Linked DNA regions of Sus scrofa: region 1 is linked to region 2. The links are chromatin contacts, called in public promoter capture Hi-C maps. All regions are on one chromosome and are shown on one strand. Each heading gives the region's core, a stretch centred on a gene start, on an enhancer-like site or on the middle of the called end of the contact. The rest is flanking DNA. Distances are from core to core; before and after follow the strand shown. Region 1 holds the start of PDSS1 (decaprenyl-diphosphate synthase subunit 1). Region 2 holds the start of MASTL (serine/threonine-protein kinase greatwall).

Evidence for each region. Promoter capture Hi-C pulls out the DNA fragments that hold promoters and counts their contacts.
Region 1: a contact with region 2 is called in a promoter capture Hi-C map of liver, with 3 times the contacts expected there. The contact joins the promoter of PDSS1 here to the promoter of MASTL in region 2. A contact is called at or near these places in 1 of 5 promoter capture datasets (liver) and 1 of 2 datasets of contacts at active chromatin or transcription factors (alveolar macrophages).

What each region holds. Positions count from the first base shown.
Region 1 is chr10:49,115,694-49,122,250 of Sscrofa11.1, reverse strand. PDSS1 (decaprenyl-diphosphate synthase subunit 1) reads left to right here and starts at 1,858. Exons shown (of 12, transcript XM_005668142.3): 1 at 1,858-2,065; 2 at 5,816-5,880. The coding sequence starts at 1,931.
Region 2 is chr10:48,854,511-48,860,785 of Sscrofa11.1, reverse strand. MASTL (serine/threonine-protein kinase greatwall) reads right to left here and starts at 4,891. Exons shown (of 13, transcript XM_021064881.1): 1 at 4,459-4,891; 2 at 1,931-2,068; 3 at 1,208-1,347; 4 at 439-527. The coding sequence starts at 4,644. YME1L1 (ATP-dependent zinc metalloprotease YME1L1) reads left to right here and starts at 5,558. Exons shown (of 19, transcript XM_021064882.1): 1 at 5,558-5,788. The coding sequence starts at 5,756.

The sequences.
Region 1 (6,557 bases), core at 609-3,108, 260 kb before region 2:
AGGATCTGAGCTGCACCTGCCACCTACACCATAGCTCACAGGAACACAAGATCCTTAACTCACCGACTGAGGCCAGGGATCAAACCCACATCCTCATGAATACTAGTTGGATTCATGTCTGCTGCACCACAATGAGAACTCCCAGGGTAAACAATTCTTAAGCGAAAATGGCTTAATAGAATCAGGTGGTGCTCTATCCACCAACTAGAGTATGGGCAAGACATTTAATTCCTCCATATATTCCCTACATATAAAAGACGACAAATGATAATACCTAAGTCACAGGATTGTTGCAAGTACAGTATAACTGTTTACTGCTACATTCTATTTTGGCAAATGCCACCTGTTGGATATTTCTTAATATATAAACCTAGATCAAGATAAGCCACAACAACCTTTACTTGTAACGCACCTGACATATCTTTTACATAATATTCTGCAGGATGGGAGAAAAAATCCTCAATAAAATTAACTTTTAAAAAACTTATATGCTTTTATTCTGTAAAAAAAATACTTTGGGGAGTTCCCGTCGTGGCGCAGTGGTTAACGAATCCGACTAGGAACCATGAGGTTGCGGGTTCGGTCCCTGCCCCTGCTCAGTGGGTTAACGATCCTGCGTTGCCGTGAGCTGTGGTGTAGGTTGCAGATGCGGCTCGGATCCTGCGTTGCTGTGGCTCTGGCCTAGGCCAGTGGCTACAGCTCCGATTCGATCCCTAGCCTGGGAACCTCCATATGCCGCAGGTGCGGCCCAAAGAAATAGCAAAAAAAAGACAAAAAAAAAAAATACTTTGAAGATAAGTGTAAAAATAATGTGCTCAGCAATACGAGCACTTTCATTCTTTAATGCAAAATGCGTGAGTCGAAAGAAAAAAAAATATTGGAGAATCATGGTTGCCTTTTTATTGGACTATTTTCTCATAAGAGTGAATTGTTTGAGGACAGAGTAAGTTTCTTCTATATCTGTATCCTTAGTGCTTACACTTTGTCTCCTTGTGTACACGTACTGAATGATTATATCACAACTTCTGTTATAAATACGCTCTCTCAGTACCACGAGGAGATCTGACCATAGAATAAAGGAAAGGTCTTTCTAACTCATAGAGGGTATTAATCCTGTCCATTCTCCAGTATTCCCTGGGATGGTTACAAATAGATTCACCATTACCAAATATTAAAGAACTTCACACAGCTTGGTACACACCCGAAAGGTACTCAAATCTAGATGTGCCTAAGACTGCCAAACTAGGCTACACTATACCTAAAAGGTTTTCAGAGGAGAGAATCCAAAAGTGGAGAGATGGGGCTAATCTAGCTTCTCTTTCACAAGAACCCTGTCGGGGGGGGGTGTTGACTTATTACTGGAAAGACGCAAAAGGCTGTCACTTTCAAGGCCAGGTCGCCACGAAAAGCAAACGAAGGCGTGACAGGTGCCAGTTAAGAGAAGCAGCAGCAGAAACTGGAGCCACTGGATTAGCAAAATGGGAATTAGATTCTTTACGTCCTATTTCCACCTAAACACGCAAAAGCAAAGTTAGCCCCATTTCGGCATACGCCTTGTGTTATTTTTGACTGACTGCGGGTCCTCCAGGTTGCATTTTTGCGGTGACTACTTGAACACCGGTTGGGCGGGGTCGGAAGAGGCCACTCCCCGAGAAGAAGATCACGCTGGTTTTTCCCAGGCTGGCGCGGCGTCAAGGGATCCAGCCGCCCCGGCGCCGCCACACGCGAGCCCCTCTGCGGCCACCCCTCCAGCTCCTCTGCGGGAAGCGCAGGGAACGCTGGGCGGACCGCGACCCCTTGGTGGCGAAGGGGCGGGGCGAGCGGGGCAGAAGCTCTTCCGGTGCTGGACTTCCGGCTCCGGGTCCCCGGAGGAGGGGCCACTGGGCCAGAGGCGGAGCTGCCGCCCAGCCGCGACTTTCAGACTCGGACCATGGCCTCGTGCTGGTGGCGGTGGCGGCGCGGCTGCTTCTGGAGGCCGGCGGCACGGAGCCCTGGGCCTGGCTCTCCCGGCCATGCGGGGCCGTCTGGGCAGCGCGCCGCCGCTGCCGCTGTTGCCCGTGCGCAGGTGAGGCCGGGGAGCGCGTGCGGCGGCCGGGCGCAGAGGTCACGGCGCCAATGACAGCAGCAGGGCGGAATGAATGGGCGCGTGTTGCACGAGTGACGCGCGGGGGCTAGGGGGCTGGGGTGGAACGCGACCCCGGGCTGGAAGGGCCTTGGGGAAAGGACCGAGCTGAGGGCTGGGTGCCCGGTTTCTGCCTCAATAGGATTATCCCGCGCAGAGCTTCGGAGAGTTGTTCTGGGGACCGGGGAGCACCTAGGGTGTGGCGAAGGGGCTGTGAGGAGCCAGGTCCCGGGGGAAACGCAGGCAGTTGCTCTGTGTCTCTTGAGGTACCGGCAGAGTAAAGCGTGAAGAGCGTCCGCAGTTGTTTCGAGTTACAGCCAGGGCTTCGGAGCACCGAAACTTAACTGGGATTTCAGAGCAGAAGGTGCTCTGAACGCTCAGAGGTACGAAGGACCGGGGTAGCCTCAGAATAGGCGACTTGTGGAAGACTGGTTTCACCTGTGCTGTGGTTGATTCGGAGGGAAGGCACACCTTGACCAGGTGGAAGGACACGGGTAGGAGAAGAGTGAGGATGCCGTAAACAGAGAAACCTTGACCTTTAAATCGACCTTTGACTTCCTGAAACAGAGTCAGAATCTGAGCACCAACCATGCCTCCTTGACGCTCTCCCCTGCTGCCTTTGGACTCCATCTCGTTTTTCTCCCTTTCCGGTCAGTTTAGCTCCTGTGTGTTGATAAGTTTCTATGGTTCTGTGAGTCCTTTTCGCGCTTTGTAGTGATAAACTCTCAACGTGCACTAGGCTAGGCTCGTACTGTTCAGCCTAACAACGTAAACTTTGTGGACTCACCTTTTTAGAGACTTCTCCGGTCACCGAAATTATGTATATAATTGTGTAATAGTTGTATGTGCTCACCTCTCATATATAAGGCTAATTTATTTTGAAGTTTGAATTTAGAACTCTTGTTTCATTCGGATTTCGCTGTACCCCATCAGACACTGTTTCACATATAGGAAATATGTAGCATTTCTAAATGTCTACTTATGGATACATATCTCAACTTATGGAAAATAGACATTTGGAGAGAGAATGACAGGTAGTCTAGTCTATGGACTAGACAGTAAAGGGAGACAATGGGGAAAAGAGAACCTACTGAGATCCATTTCAATACTGTCCTAGCAAGCCTTCAAATATCTCTGGTACCACAGATGAGGACATTATTTGGAGAGATGGACACCCCATTGATGCCACTGGAAACTTCTTGTCTTTGACTCTCTCTCTCTTTTTTTTTTTTTTTTTTTTGATTCCATGCCCATTAAACAATTATCTCAGACAGGGTACTTTCCTGGAGAAAAAAATGTGCTCTCTCTCTGACTTGACCGAAAGGAGAGTTTGTGCTGATGACACCAATACCGGATATTTCTGATTGGTGTGTCGATGGTTTTTTTTTTTTTTTTTTTTTTTTTTTTGAGAGTTAAGTTTTATTTGGGGTGAAATTAGGACTTGAGCCCGGGAGACAGCATCTCAGGTAACCCTGAGAAACCACTTCCATCAATGGTATTTTTCGTTATAGATTAATACATTGGAGTTCCCGTCATGGCTCAGTGGAAAGGAATATGACTAGCATCCATGAGGATGCAGGTTCCATCCCTGGCCTTGCTCAGTGGGTTGAGGATCCAGAGTTGCCGTGAGCTGTGGTGTAGGTCGCAGACACCACTCGGATATCGAGTTGCTGTGGCATAGGCTGGTATCTACAGTTCTGGTTCAGCTGCTAGCCTGGGAACCTCCATATACCATGGGTGCAGCCCTAAAAGACAAAAAAAAAAAAAAAAAGAAAGAAAAGAAAAAGAAACTGTAACACATTCTGCCTCAGGCATGTGTTTGGACTAATTCAAGTCTCTTAAGGGCCAGATAGTCCTTGCAAAGAGCAACAACAGTAAAGCTACACCAAGCTCTGCCAACAAGCTCCACGCTTCCTGACATTTGTATGTTTTCTCATCCTCCATTGATAGCGTCCACATGTCTTGTAATAGGACAGAAACCAATGTGCATTTGATTGTACCAAATCACTTGTCAGTCTGTCTTGATTCTTACTCAGCATTTTATCTCTCTCTCTCTTTTAAAAAATATTATGGCCACATCCACAGCATATGGAAGTTCCTGGGACAGGGATTAAGTCTGATCCACAGCTGTGACAAGTCTGAATCCTTTAACCCACTGCTCCCGGCCAAGGATCAAACCCACAGCTCCATAGCAAGACAAGCCACTGCAGTTGGATTCTTAACCAATGAGCCATGGTGGGAACTGCATTTTCTCTCTTTAAAAAAATTAGTGTGGCAAGCAAGGTTTGTTTTCAGGGAGAGTTTGTGATGGAAAAGCCTAAAGCAGAATGGGGAAATGATGGTTGCCCACTAGTAGTGGCAAGCTAATGACTCTAGTTGAAGTCCCTTTGAATACTTTTCTGCTCTTCTCATCTTGGAAACTATTGCCCCAAGGTACTTGTAAAGCAGAAAATAGCTTGATTGACTACATGACGTGTTAAATGTACACATCTAAGAGCCTTTTGCATACTCTCTAAGTTGCAGCATCTCTGCCAGTAGATACTGTCAGAAAGATATTACCAGGTAACAGACAGGAAATGTTGGAATCTGAGTTAAGATGTACTTTCTGGAGTCCCCGTCATGGCACAGTGAAAACAAATCCGACTAGGAACCATGAGGTTTCGGGTTCAATCCCTGGCCTCACTCAGTGGGTTAAGGATGTGGCATTGCCGTGAGCTGTGGCGTAGGTTGCAGGTGGGCTCGGATCTGGTGTTGCTGTGGCTGTGGTGTAGTCCAACAGCTGCAGCTTCGATTCAACCCTTAGCCTAGGAACTTGCATATCCTGTGGGTGCAGCCCTAAAAAAGACCCAAAAATAAATAAATAAAACTACTAATTTTTGAAATGACCATGTCCCTGAATTCTTCAAGAGTGGCTGTCTTTATCTTTGGGTCCCCAGTGCTGGTCACAATTCCTGGCCCATAATAATGCACAGTAATTGTTGGAACTACTATTTGACTTCACCATCTCTGAGTCTTTTTAAAAGTAGTCTTTTGTGGAGTTCCTGTCCTGGCGCAGCGGAATCAAATCCAACTAGGAACAATGAGGTTGTGGGTTTGATCCCTGGCCTCACTCAGTGGGTTAAGAATGTATCGTTGCCATGAGCTGTGGTGTGGGTTGCAGACATGGCTTGGATCTGGCATTGCTGTGACTATGGCGTAGGCCAGCCCCTATAGCTCTGATTCAACCCCTAGCCTGGGAACCTCCATATGCTGTGGGTGTGGCCCTAAAAAGCCAAAAAAAAAAAAAAAGTAGTCTTTTGTTCTAATAATAACAAGATGTGATGCTGAGCTTGCTTGTTTGTTAACATTACTTTTTAAGAAGTGCCGTTTCCAGGTATGTTTAGGAACAATAACTTAAAATAGGCAGTGTCTGTGTAACCGTAAATTCCTTCCTATACATCGAATTCCTTTCTTTTTCATCATCTGGGCTGATGCTTTGAGGATCTTGATTATTTTTTTTGTTTTAAGCCAATTTAAGATTTAAAAAGAGTGTAAATCACACTAATCCTTAACTATTCTCAGTCCAATCTAAAGTCTACAGTCTCTAAATGGACAACTGAAAGATTACATTTATTATGAATTATGGGAGTTTTTATTTATGTAGTGTTATAAACAAGTTTTTTAAATTAATTTCTTAATACTTTTATTTTATAGATGTCCTGTTTTAATCTTGTGAAGAGTTTAACATCCGCCTTTCCAAATATGTGTAGTATATCTCGGTAAGTTTGTAATTCATATTGCAGCTACTAAAATTATTAGCCATATTGTGAATAACTTTCTGTTCTAAATTGTGGTGGGCTAGTCTCAAATGTTGTTTAACTAAGCGTCTCAATAGCTACTCTGTGTGATCTCTGCCTTTTCAAAAAATGAGAATACAGGAGTTCCCATCATGGCTCAGTGGGTTGAGAACCTGACATAGTGTCCATGAGGACACAGGTTCAATCCCTGGCCTTGCTCAGTGGGTTAAGGATCTGACATTGCTGTGAGCTGTGGCGTAGGTCACAGACATGGCTCAGATCCTGTGTTGCTGTGGCTGTGGTGTAGACCAGCAGCTGCAGCTCCGGTGTGACCTCTAGCCAGAGGACTTCCATTTGGCACAAGTGCGGACCTAAAAAGACAAAAAAAAAAAAGTAAGAATATAATCATCCCTTGGTGTCCTTGGGAGACTGGTTCCAGGACCCTTCCCCTCACACACCAGAATTCATAGATGCTCCAGTTTCTTGTATAAAATGGTGTAATCTTTGCATGTAACCTCCCCATAGCATCCTACATACTTTAAATCATCTCTAGATGACTTAGAATATCTAATACAATGTAAATGTTATGCAAGTTGTAAATACAGTATAAATACTATGTAAATAATTGTCCTAGTGTGGCAAGCTCAAGTTTTGCCTTT
Region 2 (6,275 bases), core at 3,642-6,141:
CCAGCAGCTACAGCCCCAATTCGATCCCTAGCCTGGGAACCTCCATATGCTGTGGGTGCGGCCCTAAAAAGGCAAATACATACATACATCCATACGTATATGCATAAATAAAATAAAATGTATTGGGCAGTTCCCAGCATGGTGCAATGGCTTAAGAATCTGACTGTAGCAGCCCAGATTGCTGCGGAGGATCAAATTTGATCCCTGGCCTGGCACAGTGGGTTAAAGGATCTGGTGTTACCACAGCTGTAGCACAGGTCTCAGCTATGGCTCAGAATCAAGCCCTGGTCCAGGAATTTCCATATGCTGAGGCTGTGGGCAAAAAAAAAAAAGAGAGAACATGTACACACACACATCCAGACAACTTTCAAAACACATTAAAAAAAAAAAAAAAAGTGCTGGATTTTTAAAAAGGTATTTTCTTGCTATTTTTCTTACCTCTATTCAAAGTAACTTTGGAAAGGCCAAAATCTGTTAGTTTAATATGACCTTCGTTAGAAATAAGCATATTGTCTGGTTTCAAATCCCTGCACATAAAAAAAGAAAAAGAGCATATAAACTAAAAAAGAGTTAGTGTTGCTTTTAGAATTACCAGTGAAAAAAAAAAAACAGGAAGTTATAGAAGGATCAAATATTACTTATTTTCTATTTAGAGCACTCATTAGTGGCTATGAAAATGCAGAAAACAACTCTCAAAAGCAAACTAAATTTTGTATATCTGAATCTACCAGAAATTTAACTATTTAATGCCAGATTATCAAATATTCCATTAATATATATGAATTTGATTAGGTAAAATAAACCTCAAGCCAGGTCAAAAAATCATATCTACCTCTTTTCAGGAGGGTGAGATTAAGCCTTAATAGAAAAGAGCCACTTACCCTGAATATCTCTGCACAGAGCAAAACACTGTTAATCAGCTGGGATTATAAAATATACCACCTCAGTATGATGTACAGGTAAAGGCATGGAAAAAGATTCAAGTCTCCACAGTAAAATGGGATATGCATGGACAACGTAGCATATTCAAAAAACACAGGAAGAGGAAAGAAGCGTTGATGGAATTTCTAAACTCACACAAGTTATTACTAAATCTTTAGATAACCTAGATATGTGGGGTTATGCAAATATTTAAGACTCAAATACTTAATACATTATCTGATTACTTATGCTTCAAGTAACACTTTGGAGAAAAGTCAGTCTTTACCTGTGGATGATCCCATGTCTATGGAGATAGTCTAGAGCCAGTGCTACTTCAGAAATATATTTCACAGCCATCTCTTCATCAAAATAACCATATATGTGTAGGAGAGACTTGACATCTCCACCAATGAGATACTCCATTACCTTTGGTCAAAAAAGGATATAAATATTGCAAAAGAAAACCAATATGACTACTTTAAAAATATGTTATTTGATGGAGCTCCTGCTGTGGTACAGCGGGTTAAGAATCCAACTACAGCCACATGGGTCACTGCAGAGGTACAAGTTTGATCCTAGGCCTGGTGCAGTGGGTAAAAGGAACCAGAGTTGCTGCAGCTGTGGTGTAGGTAGCAGTTGTGGCTCAGACTCAATCCCTGGCCAGAGAACTTCCATATATCGTGGGTATAGCCATAAACTTTTTTAAAAACGTTGAACATTACAGTTATGCCTTTTTAGCATGGTTCTGTCTAACACAACCGTGTAAAGCAATTTCTTAAAATAAACCTCTCCCCCGATACGAAACACACACCACTTACTGTTTTTTTTTTTTCCTCTGAAGAACCCTAACGAATAGAACAGGTAAGGTACTTGGTCAAGGTCATAAAGCTAGTAAATACAAGAGCTAGAATTCAAACCCAGTACTATGAACCCAGAGACTGTAATTCTTAAGTCATTTGGGTTCAGTGATTCCTGAATGAACAAAAGAAAAAGCCAAGTTATTACTCACCAAGTATACATTGTTTGCTGACTGTAGTGAATAGTACAAATGAACAATGAAAGGACTTTTGCTTAGGGCCAGTGCATCCCTCTCAGCTTGTACTTGATGAGTCATATTTTTGTTGATCATGTCTGCTTTTTTGACAACCTGTAGGACATAGCATGACAAAAGACACATCCATTTTATTTATTTATTTTGTCTTTTTAGGGCTGCACCCACAGCATATGGAGCTTCCCAGGCTAGGGGTCTAATCAGAGCTACAGCTGCTGGCCTACACCAGAGCCATAGCAACGCAGGATCCAAACTGTGTCTTCCACCTACACCACAGTTCGCAGCAACGCCAGATCCTTAACCCGCTGAGCGAGGCCAGGATTGAACCTGCATCTCATGGTTCCTAGTTGGATTTGTTTCTGCTGTGCTAGGACGGGAACTCCCCATTTTATTTTTGACACAAAATGTTCTCAGGTTTCCAAGATGCCATCATGAAAAGAGCCAGAGAGAGAGAATACATAGTTGTTGTTTGGACTTACACTGCCAGCAGGAAACTCTGCCAGAAAAATAGCTAATATGGGAGTTCCTGCTGTGGCACCCTGGGATCGGCAGCATCGGTGGCTTCTTGGGAGCACTGAGATGCAGGTTTGATCCCTGGGCTGGCACAGTGGGTTAAGGATCTGGTGTTGCCTAAGCTACTGCTTAGGTTGAAACTCAGATCTGATCCCTGGCCAGGGAACTCCATTTGCCTTGGGGCAGTCAAAAAAAGGGGGGAAAAGAGCTAATACGGTGAAAACAAAATAAAACTTTTAACACAGAACTGCTTATCTTGGTATCAAGTGGCAAAAGTATCACATCCCTTTTCAGAGGAAGAAGACATAAACAAATGCTCCCTGCCTGACTACCCTACTAGTAGAAAAAAATTCTTTTCTGTTGTTCTTACAACTAAGTCAAAGGATAGTAATGTTCCTAATAAAACCCAAATAATCAGGAACATAGGCAAAGAGAAATAGTAGCTAATATTATTTTTAAAATTTAAAAAAAATTTTTTGATTCTTGGATGTTTGTAGATAGAATCAGAAAGAAGGATGTAAGATAGTTTGCTCAGGAAAAAAAATTCTTTTTTTTTTTTTTTTTGTCTTTTCTTGGGCCGCTGCCGCGGGCATATGGAGGTTCCCAGGCTAGCGGTCCAATCCGAGCTGTAGCCGCCGGCCTACGCCAGAGCCACAGCAACGCAAGATCCGAGCCGCGTCTGCAACCTACACCACAGCTCAGGGCAACGCCGGATCATTAACCCATTGAGCAAGGGCAGGGATCGAACCCGAAACCTCATGGTTCCTAGTCGGATTTGTTAACCACTGCGCCACGACGGGAACTCCAGGAAAAAAAATTCTTAAAAATGATTAGAACTACCAAACTTAGTCTCAGATGCTGTATTACAGAAAATAACTAATTACTCCTTATAAGTGTCAAGGAAATTAGTATAGAAGCAAAACTATACCTTAAAATTGGAGCGCTAAACTGAATAATTATGTTATTTTGTCTTTTAAGGGCTACACCAGAAACATATGGAAGTTCCCAGGCTAGGGATGGAAACAGAGAGGCAGCTGCCGCTCTACAGCACAGCCACAGCAACGCCAGATCTGAGCCATATCTGAGACCTACACTACAGCTCACAGCAACTGGGGATCTTTAATCCACTGAGAGAGGCCAGGGATAGAATCTGCATACCCATGGATACTAGTCGGTTTCGGTTTTGTTACCGCTGAGCCAAAATGGGAACTCTACATTGAAAGCTCTTGAATGCTTCTGAAAGGATATATACTATTCCAAGGACAAAGGAGTATTTAGGACCTATTTCAGCTTAGTCTTTAAATAAAAGTACCGTGGAGATTTATAATGAAATGTTTGAAGAGGAAAGCCCGGTTTGTTTAATGAGGTCTTTAGGATATTTAGGTCAGAGGTTAATCTATTTCACAGGATGGTGACTACAGTTAACAATACTGCATCGTATATTTGAAAGCTGCTGAGAGAGATCTTAAAAGTTCTCATTACAAGAAAAAAAAAATTGTAGCTGGGTTGTAACGTTTGTTAACTAGATTTACCGTGTTGATCATTTCACTATGTAGACAAATAATGAGTCATTATCTTGTACACCTGAAACTAATATATGTCAAATACATCTCGATACAAAAGAAATGAGTCTACATCAAACTGATGTAATTAAAATATAATTTGGAAATACCGGTTTCAAACTTAAAGTTTCAACCTTAATCCTGGTAAAAACTTAATTACTAGTAAAAAGGATTCCAAAATTCTGGCGTCTCCTAAACCTTCACTGTGTGAAGGGAAGGGCGGGGCAGAGGCATCACAGACTTGCCCGCGCTGCCAGCCAAGTGAGAAATCATCTCGCAGGGCTCCGAAGGCTTTGGCAAGCCAAGCACCCAGTCTAGTCGCTCCGGCGGCCCTGGGACCTGCCCGATTCACGGGGCAGGAAGGAGGGCCGAAGGGCCAGACTCTTGTTTTCTTTATTCTTTGACTCTTACCTTCACCGCATACAACCTGTCGCCTTTCTGCCCCAGATACACCTTCCCGAAGGCGCCACGGCTGATGGGCTTCACTATGGTAAACTCCTCAATGGATGGAGGTCTGGGCACCGGGATCCTAGTCACACACGCCCCAGTTGCCGCGCCTCCTCCGCTCTCCATTTCGCTGCCCGCGGTGGGCTCCATTGCAGGCCCCCCAGGATGCAAGACCGCAGCAGCGCCTAAGGCCCCTGCTAGAGCCGCAACTCCCGCCAATTGGGTTCAAAGTAAGGCTCCGCCCAAGCCGCGCGCCGGCCGTGACGTCATCCCGTCACCGCTCCCACTCTCGCCAAGCCCAGCGCGGCCTCGCTCCAGTCACCGCCCCTGCGTCGATGCGTGAGCCTTTGGGCGTGAGGGCGGGGCAGCTGAGAAATTCCTGAGCAACCACTGACTCTTCCAGAGTGGTCGCGGTCCACTTATTTTATTTGTGATGACTCCGGAGGGCAAAATTATTGAGAGCAGGGAGAAGAGAGCATGGGAGCCTGAATCTGAATCGCAAGATTTAAGTTTTCTCCCGCCTTCCATCTGGTGGGACCCTGCTCTCATCCCGCTTAAGAAAAAAAAAAAAATCCTAAGAACTACCACCCGCGGAAGAAACGTAAACCAGTTCGGTCTCGTCAGTAATACCAGGCCAGTGACAACACAGAATGTGGAGAAACTGGATGAGCAGGAAGCCCATGACTGCCCTGTAATTTGACATTTTAACAGAATGTATGTAACTTGCCTTTCTGAAGCAGGATGAGTTTTTGATTTATTGTGGGCAAGATAAGGAGGACTAAATTGTAACAAAAGCGCTTATGGCTCGAGGCCCAGTCAGAACAGAATATATTGGAAGTATTGATAAGGAAGCTGGAGAAAGATTTGACAGGGTTGATGCCACTCCCCCTTAAAAAGAAAACTACAGCCACATAGCCTTGGGGACCCGGCGCGTGTCTAACTCAGTGTGAACATGAACTACTTTGGGGGCGTCAGCTGCGGCGGGGGAAACTCAGGTCCCTGAAAAGGCCTAAAGTTGACGCACGACTCGGGGAGGGGGCCTCGTCTGCCCCGGAAGTACTGTTGCGTTAGCGCCTTGCCTTCCGGGGCACAGTGCTTGTCGTTGTAGCAGCTGTGGGAAGGGGAGGCCATCTTCCATTTCTAGGAAGAGTAAGGGCGAGGGGAGAGTGAAGGTGGTGAAGGGCTCAGCGCCTCCCCGCCAGGCGGTGGCCTAGAGGAGCAGTTTCGGCAGGCGGGTGAGGTCGCTGAGGGCCCGGAAAAGATGTTTTCCCTGTCGAGTACCGTGCAGCCCCAGGTAGGTCCGGCATCCAGTCGGTTTTTCTTCCTTTCTGCCCGCGGCTGTTTGCCTTTTGCGTTTGCTGGAAGCGGTTTCTCTTAAGGGGTCGTAGGAAAGAAGCGATTAACCTAGTTGGACTCCTGAGGTTGAAAAGGGCTCGGGGCCACGCTGTAAAGGATTGACGAGGAAATAGAGGCATAATACGAGCGTGATGGAGACATTGGTTTTTCGACTTGATTGCGTGGAATTTTTGCTAGAGAATCCATCAGGCTTTGTTGAGTGCTGGACATTCTGGGGTGGGCGGGGGTAGGGAGACGTCTTTGTCACAGACGTAAAGAGCGCACGAAATAAACTCTTCAAAGACTTTGGTATTAACAATTCTATTCTCTGTTCTTTCTTTTAAAGGAATTTAAACATATTATAAAATTTTGAATAATCTACGTTTTCTTTTGATCAAATGTGACTAATAAGTATATATTTACAAGTTATTCACTGCTTTCAGTTA